Linked DNA regions of Ovis aries: region 2 is linked to region 1. A link is a contact called in public Hi-C data. All regions are on one chromosome and are shown on one strand. The core of a region is the stretch at or near the end of the contact, and the rest is flanking DNA. Distances in the headings are between cores, read along the strand shown.

What was found. A called contact is a pair of places that touch in the nucleus more often than the background predicts.
Region 2: a contact with region 1 is called in a Hi-C map of hypothalamus, with 8 times the contacts expected there. The contact joins the promoter of PLXNA4 here to the enhancer-like site in region 1. A contact is called at or near these places in 10 of 16 Hi-C or Micro-C datasets (hypothalamus, liver, mesenteric adipose tissue and 5 more).

The regions. Positions count from the first base shown.
Region 1 is chr4:97,649,285-97,656,528 of ARS-UI_Ramb_v3.0, forward strand. The region is part of intron 4 of PLXNA4 (plexin A4); the gene reads right to left. Among named protein-coding and RNA genes, the nearest start is that of TRNAG-CCC, 17 kb to the left of the region's middle. Within about 2 kb of position 4,632, at least 6 of the 54 cell types and tissues checked have an H3K27ac peak or open chromatin away from gene starts, as enhancers often do. A contact at or near this core is called in hypothalamus and liver, where this site is marked.
Region 2 is chr4:97,943,488-97,950,539 of ARS-UI_Ramb_v3.0, forward strand. It overlaps PLXNA4 (plexin A4), which reads right to left and starts at 3,366. Exons shown (of 33, transcript XM_042248843.2): 1 at 2,797-3,366.

The DNA.
Region 1 (7,244 bases), core at 3,382-5,881:
GGAGTTTTGGAAAACACTGATATTCTTAATATAAATGGAATCAGCCCATCTAGACTCACGAAAAGTGAGACTCAGTCACAGCACTGTAGCACTTTCCTGACGAGACAGAGACCCTGACTTTCCCAGGCCTCCAGGCTACGATTTTAAAAACAGGTTTCACTTGTCCATAAGCAGTTATTCAACTAACAATAGTTTCATGTTCAAACGTTGCAGAGGGATTCTGTGACCATTATTTCAGTGCATCCCGCACCAGTGTAGTGAGCCAGGCTGGCAAAGTGTACTCAGGCCCCAGCCCTCCAGCCTAGGAGGAATGAATAGACAGGTGCTCCATGGTACCCATCAGGGTACACATCACCACTCTAATTCCGTCAGGTCTCTTCACTCCTGAGCCTGCTGCCCTCACCAAGTGGCCTTGATGTTCACTTCCTTTTAACAGTCCTGTAAGTAAGGGACGGAGTTGTGACCAGGAAAATCCACTGCTTAGCCCCCTACCTCCCCAGTTCCATCAATGCTGAGTGAGATGAGTAAATAGGGTGCTATGAAACTGCCTTTTGCCTTAGCTATTTAATTTTATTGTGCTGTGTTATATTGTGTTGTACTGGGTTGGGTTGTGTTGGGTTGGGTTATATTGTGTTTTGTTGTGTTAGAATGGTTATGTCGCATTGCATTGCTTGTATTGCATTGTGTTGTGTTGGACTGAGTTGGTTTTGTCATGCCTGTTGGACTGGATTGTGTTGTGTTGCACTGGGTTGTGTTGGGTTGGGTTCCTTGTGCTGTGTTGTGTGGTATTGTATTGGGTTGGGTTGCTTGTGTTGTGCTATGTTGGAGTGATTGGTTGAATTGTGCTTGTTGGATTGGGTTGGGTTGTGTTGGACTGAGTTGGTTTTGTCATGCCTGTTGGATTGGATTCTGTTGTGTTGCATTGGGTTGGGTTGGGTTGGGTTGGATTGGATTGTGTTGGGTGGGGTTGTGTTGGGTTGGGTTGTGTTGGGTTGGATTGTGTTGTGTTGCACTGGGTTGTGTTGTGATGTGTTGGGTTGGGTTGTGTTGGGCTGGGTTGGGTTGTGTTGGGTTGGGTTGTGTTAGAATGGTTATATTGGATTGCATTGCTTGTATTGTGTTGTGCTATGTTGGACTGATTTGGTTTTGTCACGCCTGTTGGATTGGATTGTGTTGTGTTGCACTGGGTTGGGTTGTGTTGGGTTGTGTTGTGTTGCACTGGGTTGGGTTGGGTTGGGTTGGGTTGCATTGCTTGTGTTGTGTTGTGCTGTACTGTATTGGGTTGGGTTACATTGTGCTGTGTTATGTTGGACTGAGTTAGTTTTGTCACGCCTGTTGGATTGGATTGGATTGTGTTGCACTGGGTTGGGTTATGTTGGGTTGGGTTGCTTGTGTTGTGCTATCTTGGAGTGAATTGGTTGAATTGTGCTTGTTGGATTGGGTTGGGTTGCGCTGGCTTGTGTTGTTTTGGGTTGCATTGTTTGTGTTGTGCTGTGCTGTATTGTATTGGGTTGTGTTGCTTGTGTTGTGTTGTGCTGTATTGTATTGTTTTGGGTTGCATTGTTTGTGTTGTGTTGTGCTGTACTGTATTGGATTGGGTTGTGTTGGGTTGTGTTGGGTTGTGTTGCACTGGGTTGTGTTGTGTTGTGTTGTGTTGCTTGTGTCGTGCTGAGCTGTACTGTATTGGGTTGGGTTGCTGTGTTGTGCTATGTTGGAGTGAATTGGTTGAACTGTGCTTGTTGGATTGGGTTGGGTTGTGCTGGCTTGTGTTGTTTTGGGTTGCATTGTTTGTGCTGTGCTGTGCTGTACTGTATTGGGTTGGGTTGTGTTGGGTTGTGTTGCACTGGGTTGTGTTGTGTTGTGTTGCTTGTGTTGTGCTGTGCTGTACTGTATTGGGTTGGGTTGCTTGTGTTGTGCTGTGTTGGAGTGAATTGGCTGAACTGCGCTTGTTGGATTGGGTTGGGTTGTGCTGTGCTGTGCTATATTGTATTGGGTTGGGTTGCTTGTGTTGTGCTATGTTGGAGTGAATTGGTTGAACTGTGCTTGTTGGATTGAGTAGTGTTGTGTTGTGTTGTGTTGTGTTGGGTTGTGTTGTGTTGCTTGTGTTGTGTCATGCTGTATTGTATTGGGTTGGGTTGCTTGTGTTGTGCTATGTTGGAGTGAATTGGCTGAACTGTGCTTGTTGGATTGGGTTGGGTTGTGCTGCTTGTGCTGTTTTGGGTTGCATTGTCTGTGCTGTGCTGAGCTGTACTGTACTGGGTTGGGTTGCTGTGTTGTGCTGTGTTGGAGTGAATTGGTTGAACTGTGCTTGTTGGGTTGGGTTGGGTTGTGCTGCTTGTGCTGTTTTGGGTTGCATTGTCTGCGCTGTGCTGAGCTGTACTGTACTGGGTTGGGTTGCTGTGTTGTGCTGTGTTGGAGTGAATTGGTTGAACTGTGCTTGTTGGATTGGGTTGGGTTGTGCTGCTTGTGCTGTTTTGGGTTGCATTGTCTGTGCTGAGCTGTACTGTACTGGGTTGGGTTGCTGTGTTGTGCTGTGTTGGAGTGAATTGGTTGAACTGTGCTTGTTGGATTGGGTTGGGTTGCTGTGTTGTGCTGTGTTGGAGTGAATTGGCTGAACTGTGCTTGTTGGGTTGGATTGGGTTGGGTTGTGCTGGCTTGTGTTGTTTTGGGTTGCATTGTCTGTGTTGTGCTGTGCTGTACTGTATTGGATTGGGTTGTGTTGGGTTGGGTTGGGTTGTGTTGTGTTGTGTTGCTTGTGTCGTGCTGAGCTGTACTGTACTGGGTTGGGTTGCTGTGTTGTGCTGTGTTGGAGTGAATTGGTTGAACTGTGCTTGTTGGGTTGGGTAGTGTGGTGCTGTACTGTGCTGCATTTTGTTGGACTAGACTGGACTTACTGGTCTGTGACTCAGTATAACAAAGTTTGCCCTGGGGCTCACACTCCATGGTAAGTGCTGGCGTTTTGTTGGCCCTTGCCAAGTCAGAGTGGTTTCTTTTTTTTAAGGTTTTTTTTTTTTTTTTTTTTTGATGCAGACCATTTAAAAGGTCTTTATAGAATTTGCCATAGCATTGTTTCCATTCCATGTTTTGGTTTGTGGCTGCGAGGCATGTGGGATCCTAGCTCCCTGACCAGGGATCGAACCCACACCCCCTGCATTGGAAGGCAAAGTCTTAACCAGTGATCCATGAGCAAACTCCCACCACAGCGGTTTCACAATTTTCAGGGTCCAAGGTGCATGCTCAGGAGGAGCGACCTGGGCACCACAAGCCAAGGTCAGCCCTCCCTGCCTGGACTCCGGCTCCACAGGCTCCCAGCCGGTTCTGTCCCCAGCCGGCTGAGCTTGCAGGCATCCAGGCAGCTTCAGCAGGGGCAGGGAAGGGAGCCAAGGACAGGGGTGAGGACCAGAGAGAGCGAGGCCGAGAGAAGGCGGGCGGGGTGGAGAGTGCAGCCCGAGAGCATTCTCATTCTGGAGAAGCAGGGCTCCGCAGCTCCTGGCAACGGCTGGAGTCTGGTGATCTGTTTCCCCTGAAGACCTGAAGTAACCTGGTCCACGAAACTCAGGGTGGTTTTGATGTAAGGTCACAGCCCCAAGCCAAGGCAAGGTCAGAAGTTCATCCCCAGAGAAAAGTGGGCACGCAGGTGGCCGAACAGGTAGGCAGGTGGGCAGAGGTCAGCCCTCCTCAGAGTGACTCTGGGGGTTCTAGAGCCCTCCTAGTCAGAGAGGGGACAGCCACCCACTTTCCTGCTCTTCTGAGCCTGGAGAAGGTCAGGCTCTGGCTGGGTTCTGAAGGCAGGTTGTGTGGTGGTGATTTATTCGCTAAGTCATGTCCGACTCTTGTGACCCCATGGACTGTAGCCCACCAGGCTCCTCTGTCCATGGGATTCTCCAGGCAAGAACACTGGAGTGGGTTGCCATTTCCTTCCCCAGGGGATTTTCCTGACCTGGGGATTGAACCCATGTCTCCTGCATTGCTGGAGGATTCTTTACCACTGAGCCAACTGGGAAGCCCCCTCTGAAGGCAGGAGATACAGTTATTCAAGCCACAAAAGAGGACACTGAGGCAGAAAAGACCTTGATACTGGCCAGCAGCCAGAGCCTCGGGGGTGGAGGAGTTGTCAGCCTGTGCTCACTTGCTCTGGATCCCAGGGGTGCCCGTCTGAGGCCTGGCTGGTCCGTGCTCACCACTCCGGACTCACACCCTCCCTCTCTGCCTTGTCCTGCCCTTCCCGGGAGCCTCTCCTTTCTCTACCCCTGCAGACTTCATGTCCATAGCTCTCACTGACATTTTTACCTTCTGTGTTCTGGAAAACAGGAAAGGAGGAGGAGGAGGAAGTCTTTTCAGGACCCCTGGTTACCATCATGCACTTTCTTTCCTTTTTGTCCCTTCTCCCCCTCCAATCTCATCCATCCCTGAGCAGAGAAATTGAACACATCTGTACTCATGACAACAGGTGAACCGACAGCTGCTGCTGAGGGCCACCGGGGGCCGGAGGGGCGCTGGTTTGGGGGTGCCTGTGTGCAGATGTGTGTGTGTGCATGTGTGTGTGCCTGTGTGCGCGCTGTGTCTGTTTTCTGAAGCTGGTCTTTAACCAGGCTGAACCCAGCATTGCGTTCTGCACCTCCTCATACAGCCAGTAGGTGGCAGAGCTGCAACAGGCCGCTGATTCCAGTCCGGTGGCGTCGGCCCCGCAGCACTGGTCAGAAATGGTCCAACCGTAGGGGGAAGGTGTGTAACCGGCCCCCCCGGGGGGCCTACACAGGGGTCCTGGGCAAGATGATTTGAAGGACAGCGAGCTAACAACGCTTCCAAAACCCCTTCCCCTCCTTGCTTCCATCCCTCCATACTTGCCTTGTTTTGTGTGCTCCTGTGCTCAGGCGTGTCCGACTATTGCGACCCCATGGACTGAATCTGCCAGATGCCTCTGCCCATTCTCCAGGCAAGAATACTGGAGCAGGTTGACATTTCCTCCTCCAGAGGATCTTCCCCACCCAGGGACTGAACTCTCTCTTGTATTGCAGGCAGATTCTTTACCTGCTGAGCCCCTAATTTTATCTCATATGGGAGAGCCTATTAACATGTACAAAGCATCTGCAGGGATGCTTTTCAGAATTTGTGGGAGTCTGTGAAAATGCAGCCTGCCCTGTGTTCTTGGATTCTCACTCAGCTCAACTGAAGTGGAGCCCAGGAACCTGCACTTCGAGTAAGCGCCCATGGTGATGTCCACAGAGTGACCAGCGAGCCCCAAACTAGGACACCCCCAGGTATCATGATGAGGGCTTCAAGATCTGTTCCTAAGCCTCATGTAATTTTTCACTCTCTCCACCTGTTTCTTATTCTTCAAATATATTAAATATGTACATGCATACTAAGTCAGTTATGTCTGACTGTGGACCCTAGCCCACTAGGCCTCTCTATCTACAGGGTTCTCCAGGCAAGAATACCAGAGTGGGTTGCCATGTCCTCCTCCAGGGGATCTTCCCAACCCACAGATGGAACCTGCATCTCTATTTCCTCCTGCATTGGCAGGTGGGTTCTTACCACTAGCGCCACCTGGGAAGCCCATATTAATATATCAAATATATTGCCACTGCCTTTCTCCACCATGAAGTTTAAGTTCCACATCCATAAGAGACCACCTTCTTTTTCCTTAGGCTCCTTTCCCGGTGCTCTAAGATCTCTGGACTTCTGGCTCCTTAGGACGGTTTTCTCAGACTGCCTAGCTCTCATCCCAGCCTTTCTTTCATTTGTGTCTAGTGTCCTGAAAGCCCTAGCACCATCCCCAGCCCTGACCGTCAGGGGCTTGGCTGGAATTTGTAGAACAGAGGTCACTCTCCATCCCTCTTCCCTTCTCCGTCCCCCCAGCTGCCCCAGCCACCCAACTGGATTGCTCTGGCAGGAGGTTCCACCCCCTTGGTGTCCTCCGAGCAGGGCTCCTGGTCTAGCAACCTGAAGCTGACTCATGGATGTGCTTGGGGAACAGGGCATCTCCCCAGAGTCAGCAGACATAAGACCCCACTCCACCCTACCCCACCCCACCAAAGTAGTCATGCTAGTGCTCCTAAAGCAAACAGTACCCTCAAACTCTGCAGACCCCAGGGGCTGGTTTGCTAGGGCTGCCATAACAAACGACCACACACTGGGTCACTGAAAGTGACAAACTTATGCTTTCATAGTTCTGGAGGTTAGAAGTCTGAGATCCATGTCTTGGCGGGGCCATGCTCTCCCTGAAGGCGCTAGCGAAGAATCCTTCTCTGGTTCATCCTAACGTCTGGTGGTTCCTGGCAAAGCTTGGCATTCCTCGGCTATGGCAGCATGAGTCCAATCTCTGCCTCTGACTTCACATGGCACCCTTCCCTGTGTCTCTGTCTCTGCATCCAAACCTCCCACTCCTTTCCCTTATAAAGACACTAGGCATTGCATTTAGGGCCCAACCTCATCCAACACGACTCGGGTCTGCAAACTTCCAATTACATCCAAAGAACTTCATTACATCTGCAAAGACTATTTCCAAATAAGCTCACATTCACAGGTCCTGGAAGTTAGGACTTCAGTGCTCATCGCTTCAGTCATGTCCAACTCTTTGCGACCCCATGGACTGTAGCCCACCAGGCTCCTCTGTCCATGGCAAGAAGACTGGAGTGGGTTGCCATGCCCTCCTCCAGGGGATCTTCCCAAACCAGGGATCGAATCTGAGTCTCTTACATCTCCTACATTGGCAGCTGGGTTCTTTACCACCATCACCACCTGGGAAGCCCCTCAGTGCTTCTTGGGGGGCATCCAATTCAATCTATCACATCCCGTATACCAAAGGCACTCCTTTCACACCTGACCTTCTGATTAAAGAGGAGAGCAGGTTTCAGGGTCCAGGGTTTGCTTCCCCAAGCATTTCACACGAATAAAGTGATTTCTTTTGCTGGACACAGTATGAAAGCCCAGTTAACACAGAGCCCCTGGTGACTTCCTGGATTAGAAGAGTTTAAAGCATGTCAGCTTTGGTGGTTCCCTGGCGCAGTGACTCAGAGTGCGGGCCCCTGACCAGGAGCATCTGGGAGCGTGTTAGAAAGGCATATTCTCCCTGCATTATAGCAGAACTTGGAATCAGGAACTCTGAGGTGAGGCCAGCAACCTGCATACAAAAAGCCTTCCTGCTGATCTTGGCGCTCAGTTGAGGATGGAAATGCTCACTCCAGCAAAAGGGGGCCCACAGTGTCCCCAGGGAGGGCCAGCAACTGGCTGTCACACCT
Region 2 (7,052 bases), core at 2,116-4,615, 290 kb after region 1:
AAAGGAAACAACTTGGCGGCCTCGGATTTCTCCGGAAACGTTTGCCCGAGCGTCGGTGGGCATCCAGAATGATGGGCTGGGAGGACAGAGGCGAGCCCGGCAGTAGCTGGATCCAGCGAGAAGGAAGGGCTCGCCGGCAAGCCACGCCGCGCGCCCACAGCAGACAGCAGAAGCGCCCGGAGCACAGCCCCGCAGCAGCGAGGGTCTGCAGAGAAGCTAGTTGGACTCCCTTCCGAGCAATGAGGAAGCCCCTCCCCCACCCAGAGAACTTAACTGGAAGGCTACTGTTGGGCTGGTGGAGAGGGAGAGTGACAAGGAACGTGACATGCTCCAGGGCTGGGCCAGAGAACCAGGGAAAAATGAGATGTACAGCGAGCTTTACACAGATGTTAATTAATGCCTGCTTTGTCCTAGAAACCAAATTGGTACCTAACACTAAGTTCCGAAAGAGTGGGGATTTTTTGAACCCACGTTAAAAAAAAAAAAATGTTAAGCTTGTCACCAGCATAGTGACTGCTGGCTTGGTGTGAATGTGATGGATCCTGAGGCTGCAAATAATCAAGAAAAGAAAGTGGTTGGGGAAGGAAGCAGAGAAAGGGGCAGAGATTTCTCCTGGAAGGCACATAGACCTTTCTGGAAGCTTGGACCCCACCTTTCTGTCCTTTTAAGGTGCCCTGAGGGAATGTTTACCTGGGAGCCACCCACTGTCGCTGGTGCTCCCTATTTCTGAAGAAAACCATGTGCTGCTCCACACATACGTAGGACCTCCCTATCCACGCACACACAGGGCATGCGTGCGAAATGTTAAGGCTCTCCCGTAACCTCAAAGATATAGAGATGGGTCCCGCTGTCAACCTTTGTTATGTGGTTGAAAGAGGTGACCACATATAGCAAGGCTTTTTGAGAAGGCGCGCGTATATCTAGGTGCGTGTACACACACCCACCATTCTTAAAAAGGGAATAATATCTCTTTTCCCGACTGGGTTCTCCCCATTGTGAGAGCTTTGCTTTATTCCATCTATCCTTTTCAATCAATCAAAGAGCAGCTCACACAGCACACAGCGGGGAATACAATCTCCCTCTGGGGGATGTCTGGTTCTCTCCTTCCCAGCCTAACCGGAGACCTTTGCAGGAGCTGAAAAAAGTTTGAAAATAGCAGAGAGATGGGGGTAGGAAGAGGGCCCTTTAGTTCAGCACCCATCTTCAGTATTTACAGAATCAGCCCAATCCTGTGCCCAGCACTGAAGCCCACTTGTTCGAAAGAATGTTGCCTCCTTCCCCCTAATGTTCTGGAAAACACCCAACATATTTTTCCCACTGGTGGGTTTGCAGGACACACTGAACACATGATCTTGTATAGAGAGTACAAGCTGATTCCATTTCTTGCCAAGTTGCCCAACAAGCTATGCCAAAAGGGACAGCTCCAGAAACACAGAACCTCGCTAAATCTATATTCAACTCCCAACTGCTGTTGTAATGGATCTCACATTCTGCTCCCTACAACTGAGCCCTGAACGGGTTGGTCTTTGATCCCCAAATGGGAACTGTGAAAAAAAAAACAACTTGGGGAACCCTATCACTTCCCACCTCCTCCAGAAAAAGTTTGAAAATGGGCAGCCTGTGACACTCCAGCCAGGGAGGGAAAAAAAAAAAAAAAAAAAGGACAAGCTTAAGGGAGATAGAGCCTTGAACCACAGGCGGTTCCACATGTCGGGAGCAGCCTGGCTCTGGGAGACGCTGCCAGACCCAAGAATGCCTGGCCTCTTTGTAGGGTGGGCACTGTTGAGGTGGTCATGAAGGTGGTGGTGGGGGGACCCTCCTCCCTTCCTGCAGTGCGCCCTCTTCCATCTCCCTTCTAATTCTATTTCTCAGACACACAGCTCGAAAGGCATGTGGCAGGTGTTAGGCGCAGGCAGGGGAAAGCAATCCTCATGTTTCCCCGGGCACAGTGCAGCGGAAAGGCTAGGGAGCCCCCGGCGCGTGTAGGATTGCTGTTGCCCACTGACTGGAGATACTAGTAGGTTAGACCTTCTACGGAGGATCCGGCCCCATACAGTCTCTCTAGACCAGCCACACACCCAAAGCGATGCTTAAGCCCCTTCCTGCCTGAAACCCCGGCGCATTCCCGGGAAAGCAAGCGTTGCCTCGCTTCAGAAAGGCGGTTGTGCTGCCTCTTACTGGGGAAACGCAGTGCCTGTTCCATACGCACCGCCCTACAGAACTGCAGCCCCATCCGCCTCTGTGGCCTCCTCCCCGTGCGCGGGGCCACCCCTCTCTCCAAAGATCTGTCTGAATATCTGTCGGTCCGTCCCAGCGTTAAAACCCCCCGGTGCGCCAAGGCCACGGAGCAGAGATTACCAGGGGCGGGTCTCCCAAGACCATGACTTCTCTGTTTTTTTTTTTTTTTTTTTTTAACCAGCTAGGGATGCCAGTGGCTGGGAACTAGGTGGGGGGGGGGGGGGGGTGGATCGCTGCCTCAACCTGGCCAGCCGGGAGGGAGAGGCAAGAAGGCACAGAATCCCACCGAAAGTCCCGGTTGGCGAAGTCTGAGTCCCAGAGCGTCAGAGGAGAAAGAACACGGGAAATACCTGCTCCGGCCGCGCCGCAGCTACGTGGGTGTCCAGGTGGGACGTGGACAGGTGCGAATGCGCGGCGTGTGCCTATGTGTACGTGTGTGTGTGCGCGCGCGTGTGTGTGTGTGTGCGTGCGTGCAGGGGGCTGGCTCCGGGGCAGCCCAGGACTCCGGACCGCGCGGGTATCTCCGCCCGCGCTGTCCTCGCCCGCCCGGCTCCTTACCTGCAAGCGCCGCTTTGCCTGCTTCAGCTGGAGCGCCGCATTGACACTGCAGATGGTGCTGGGGCCGCTGCCTCTCGCCCTCCTCTGAACGTGTGCGTGTGCGCGCGTGTGGCTGCCTCCTCCAGCCCAGCCCCGAACCAACGCGAATACTCCACCGAGGCGCGGGGAACCCAGGGGGGGAGACCAGGGAAGCGGAGGGCGAAATCAGAGCCTGCGGGACTTGACAGCTCCTCCGGCGGCGTCCAGGGTGGGCGGAATGTCCAACAGAAAGGTCGGGAAATGCGGCTAGCTTCCAAGCACCCCTTTTCCCCGAGATCCCGAGCCCCGAAGCCCGAGCAGCAGCGGTGGCAGCTCTCGGGGGCTGCGGTGGCGACGCGGGGCCGCCCCCCTTCGTCCCCACCCCCGCGGGCTGAATGTCCTTGATGCCAAGCGGGCACGGCGGCGTCACTCCGCACCGCCCATGCTCGCCCGGTCGGGCCGCTGCCCGGGCGCGGCGAGAGCGCCGGGGACCCGCCGGGGAGCGCTGTCCGCGCCTCTGCGCGCCTCCCTGGGCAGCGGCGGCCACCCCCCGGCCACCCGCGGTCGGCCGCGCCGCGGCTGCCCCCGCCCCCGCCCCCGCCGGGGGCCGGGCCGGGCCGGGCCGAGGGGCCGGGGCTGGGGGACCGCGGGAGCCGCCGGCTGCTCCCCGGGGAGGCGCGGGGCGGCGGCGCCGGCCGCTGGCGCTGCGGCGGCGGAGAGCGCGGCCGCGGGCCGAGCCGGGCCTCCCGGGCGCGCCCCCGGCCCCCCGGGCGGGCTGCTCGCAAAGTTTGCAGGGGGCAGGGAGCGGGGCCGCCGCTGGCTCGGCCGCCGCCGGAGCTCCCGGGCTGCCTGCTGCCGCCGCGGCTCGCTGCTGCTGTGCATTGAAGCCCGGCCAAGCGCTGCAAAAACTCCAGCTGCCTGGCGCTCTCTGGGTCCTCCTCTCCTCCCTCCCGCCCTCCCCGCTTCCCTGCCTCCCTCCCTCGCCGTGCCCCCGCCCCTCCCCGCCGCCCGCCGCCGCTCCCTCCCTGGCTCGCGCTGGCTGGCTCGGAGCTCGGCTGACAGCTAGACCGCCCGAGAGCGGCCGGCAGAGGGGGCAGGGGGTGCCTCCCCGCACCCAGCGCCCGCGCCGCCGCCTCGTCCGCGCTCTCCGCTCCCACGTTGAAGGAGACCCGCCTGGTGCCCTCGGCCCGCACCAGGAGATCCCGCCGGCGGCGAGGTGGGGCGGAGGGGCGCGTACTTGGTGGCACGGGAGCCGGGCGCGCCCGCGAGATGGGGCACACAGCCGCCTCCGGCAGGTCCGGGTATGGGCGCCAACGGTCGGAGGGACCCCCATGTGCTCAGAGCCAACACACCGACACAGGCACCCGTGCGCCGAATCAGAGCCCCGCCCCAACACCCAGCGGGGAACCTGAGGATGCGAGGCTTGTTTCAGAGAATGTGGGTGGTCAGTGGCCCTTTTTTCCCTTGCTAACCTGACTTCTCTAGTCCTGTTCCTTTTGAGGCCAACCTGGCTCCTCTCTTCTTGAAAACCCTAGATCCTAGACCAGAGCAAAAACAGACAATACCAACATCAGGGTGGTTTCTGAAGTCCAAAGAAAACAATCAAGACGTTGCTCAGGTTCAGAGATCCATGGGGCAGGGAGCAAATATGGAAGTGAGCAGCTCTATCCCTGAAACCTCTGTCTGCATCCTCTCAGGACTGTGCCCCATCCAGCAAAAGAAACTGCAATTTCCACACTTAATTTAGCCCGAGACATCCGCGTGTCCCTCCCTCATCCCGGCTACAACCTCCACCCACCGCACCAAAGTGGCACCATCAATTCTGCCCTCCAGGGACCTCCTCTCATGGGCAGCCATCAAAGATGACCCTCAAAAGGAGCCCATGGTTTCTGGCTTCCTCTCTCCTGTCTGGTTTTCAACTTTCCTTTTCTGCCCCCACAGCCAGCAAGCAACTTCCTGTCCATTACTGTCCTCCCATCGAAACATCTTCAGGGAATCTTCCTACTGGGTGGAAATGATTGACAACAGCATACATTTCTATACCTTCCTGTAGGAGTTCTGCTTCCACATAGATCAGGGTTTCAAACCAGGGAGACTGAAACCAGCTGGGCACTGGGGGGCTATACAAGCCCCAAGGTGACAGTGCCCTCAGGTCAGGCCGGACCCACCCAGACAGGCCTTGCTGAAGCTTTGCCGTGGAGAGGTGGCTGCCCGGATGAGCAGGAGAGCGCCAAGCCCCAGTGAGAAGGAAACCAGACATGGGGTTGTTTGGTGAGAGGGTATTCCAGGAGACACAGTGGAGCCCTGGGGGCCTCTGGTCCTCCACCGAGCATCGCAAGGCCCAGAGAGCAGCAAGGATTTATCTTATTAGCTTGCGTTAATACATGGATCTGTCTCTTCTCTTCTCAGAAACCCTGGATCCCAGACTCTAGATAAAGCACACACTATCAGGTTAGTTTCGGAAGTCCAGAGAAACAGAACAAAATAAGTCAGTCTTGCTGCTTCTTGGACCTCCATCAGGATTTGAGGAAGCCCAGGACCAAATGTTTCTCCAGGCGGGACCCAGACTAGGGAGAGACAAGCCAGGCGCCCCAGAGGCAAAATTTCAGGAGGCATGCACGCTCAGGCGCCTTCCTGTCAGGCTGTCCTCACCCTGGTCTGGGCCCAACTTCAAGATATCTTCTCTAAAATTGCTGCATGAAACCATCACAGTCCTCTCCCAGAGGTGACAGCCCCACAGAAAACCCTAATGGGTTACTTATGGAATATGGTTCCATAAAAGCAGGAGGGAGGGGGAACCCTTTCAAATGTGTTTACCACTCAGCTTTCAGGGTACGCCATAAAAATGCCGAAGGTGGGGGGGGTGGGAGTGAGAAAAACATCTCTGCTTCCAGTCTCAGCCATCTAGCATGTATTTTTAATACAACTTGATTTTTTCTCTTGTAGCTTGTGTGTGCACATGCATCTCGAGGGGAGGGAGGGGAGTGTGTGTGTGTGTGTGTGTGTGTGTGTGTGTGAATATTGCTGGTACGCCCCAGGTCCATTTTCTGATGGATGGATGGGAAGTCAAAGACCTCTTTTTTTTAGCAGTAGCAAATAAAATGTATTTATTATTCTTTATCTCCTGCCTAGTGTGTGGCGTCATTTATTTTCATTCAAAGAAATGAATGCCATGTGGTGCCTGAAGAGCAATAACAGAGCCAAATGACAGAGAAAGAGTGAGGCAAAGAGCTGGCCCAACAGTGGGCAGGTGAGGGGTCCCACCAGCCAATTGTCCTGTAGTCAACAGGGCCATTTTCCTTCTTTTCCCTTCCATTTAACCTTCCACTTAACAACCAGGTGAAAGGTGTGCTGAGGGGTGGTTATAAGGTCCTTGCAAGGAAGAACATGAAAGGTCAAATTAGCAACAGTGCTGGACCTACCTGTTTTTTTGTTTTGTTTTGTTTTAATTATGATAGCCACTTGTGTTTACTCTCTGCACTGGAGAGAGCGATGGGTTGGGATGAGCTGTGCTGTAGACCGGATGTTAAAAGACCTGGGTCCTAGTCCTGACTCTGCCACCTGCCCGTTCTATAATTTGGGGTGGATCAGACCTTTTCAGCGACACTCTGTCTTCTCACCTGCCCCATTTACCCCTTGGAGGCAGTGACATTTGGAAGATGCTGTCCACGTGCTTGGAGACTCTAAGGTAAGCGTGATATACAACTAAGGGATTAGCAATGCTTTTCAGAGGACCTTTTTAAAAATAGCACCCTACAGGGAGGGCCAGAAGGATCTCCGTCATTTTGACCATTCTCCGTCACTGGGAAACACAGCGTCTACACTGGTTCAAAGTGGGTTTCCGCAGGACGTACAGATCCTCTTAGCTCCTGCACATCCCCCCCGCCCCTGCCTGCTGGGGAGGGCCCTAGAGAGACCGGAGCTTTCTCCTGCTGACAGTGGGTCTGCAAGTCACCCACTTTCTGCCTGCGCTAGTGGGTACACTGCAGAGGTCATTGCCTGGTTTACGGCCACAAGAGGGAGAAACTAAACGGCACACCGCTTCCTAAAGTCCTGTTTTCTAAGGAGACTATTTTGGTGGCGATTTGGTGGTGGTTTCTAGAGACAGTTGAGAAGTAGAGTAGTGGTTCATCCCTCAGGCTGAATAAAAGGCCAGATTTAACAGGAGAGGGGAGAAGAAATCCTTGAGTTTTCCTTCACTTAGCCACCACTGTTTTATTAGTCTAGGAACAGAACCG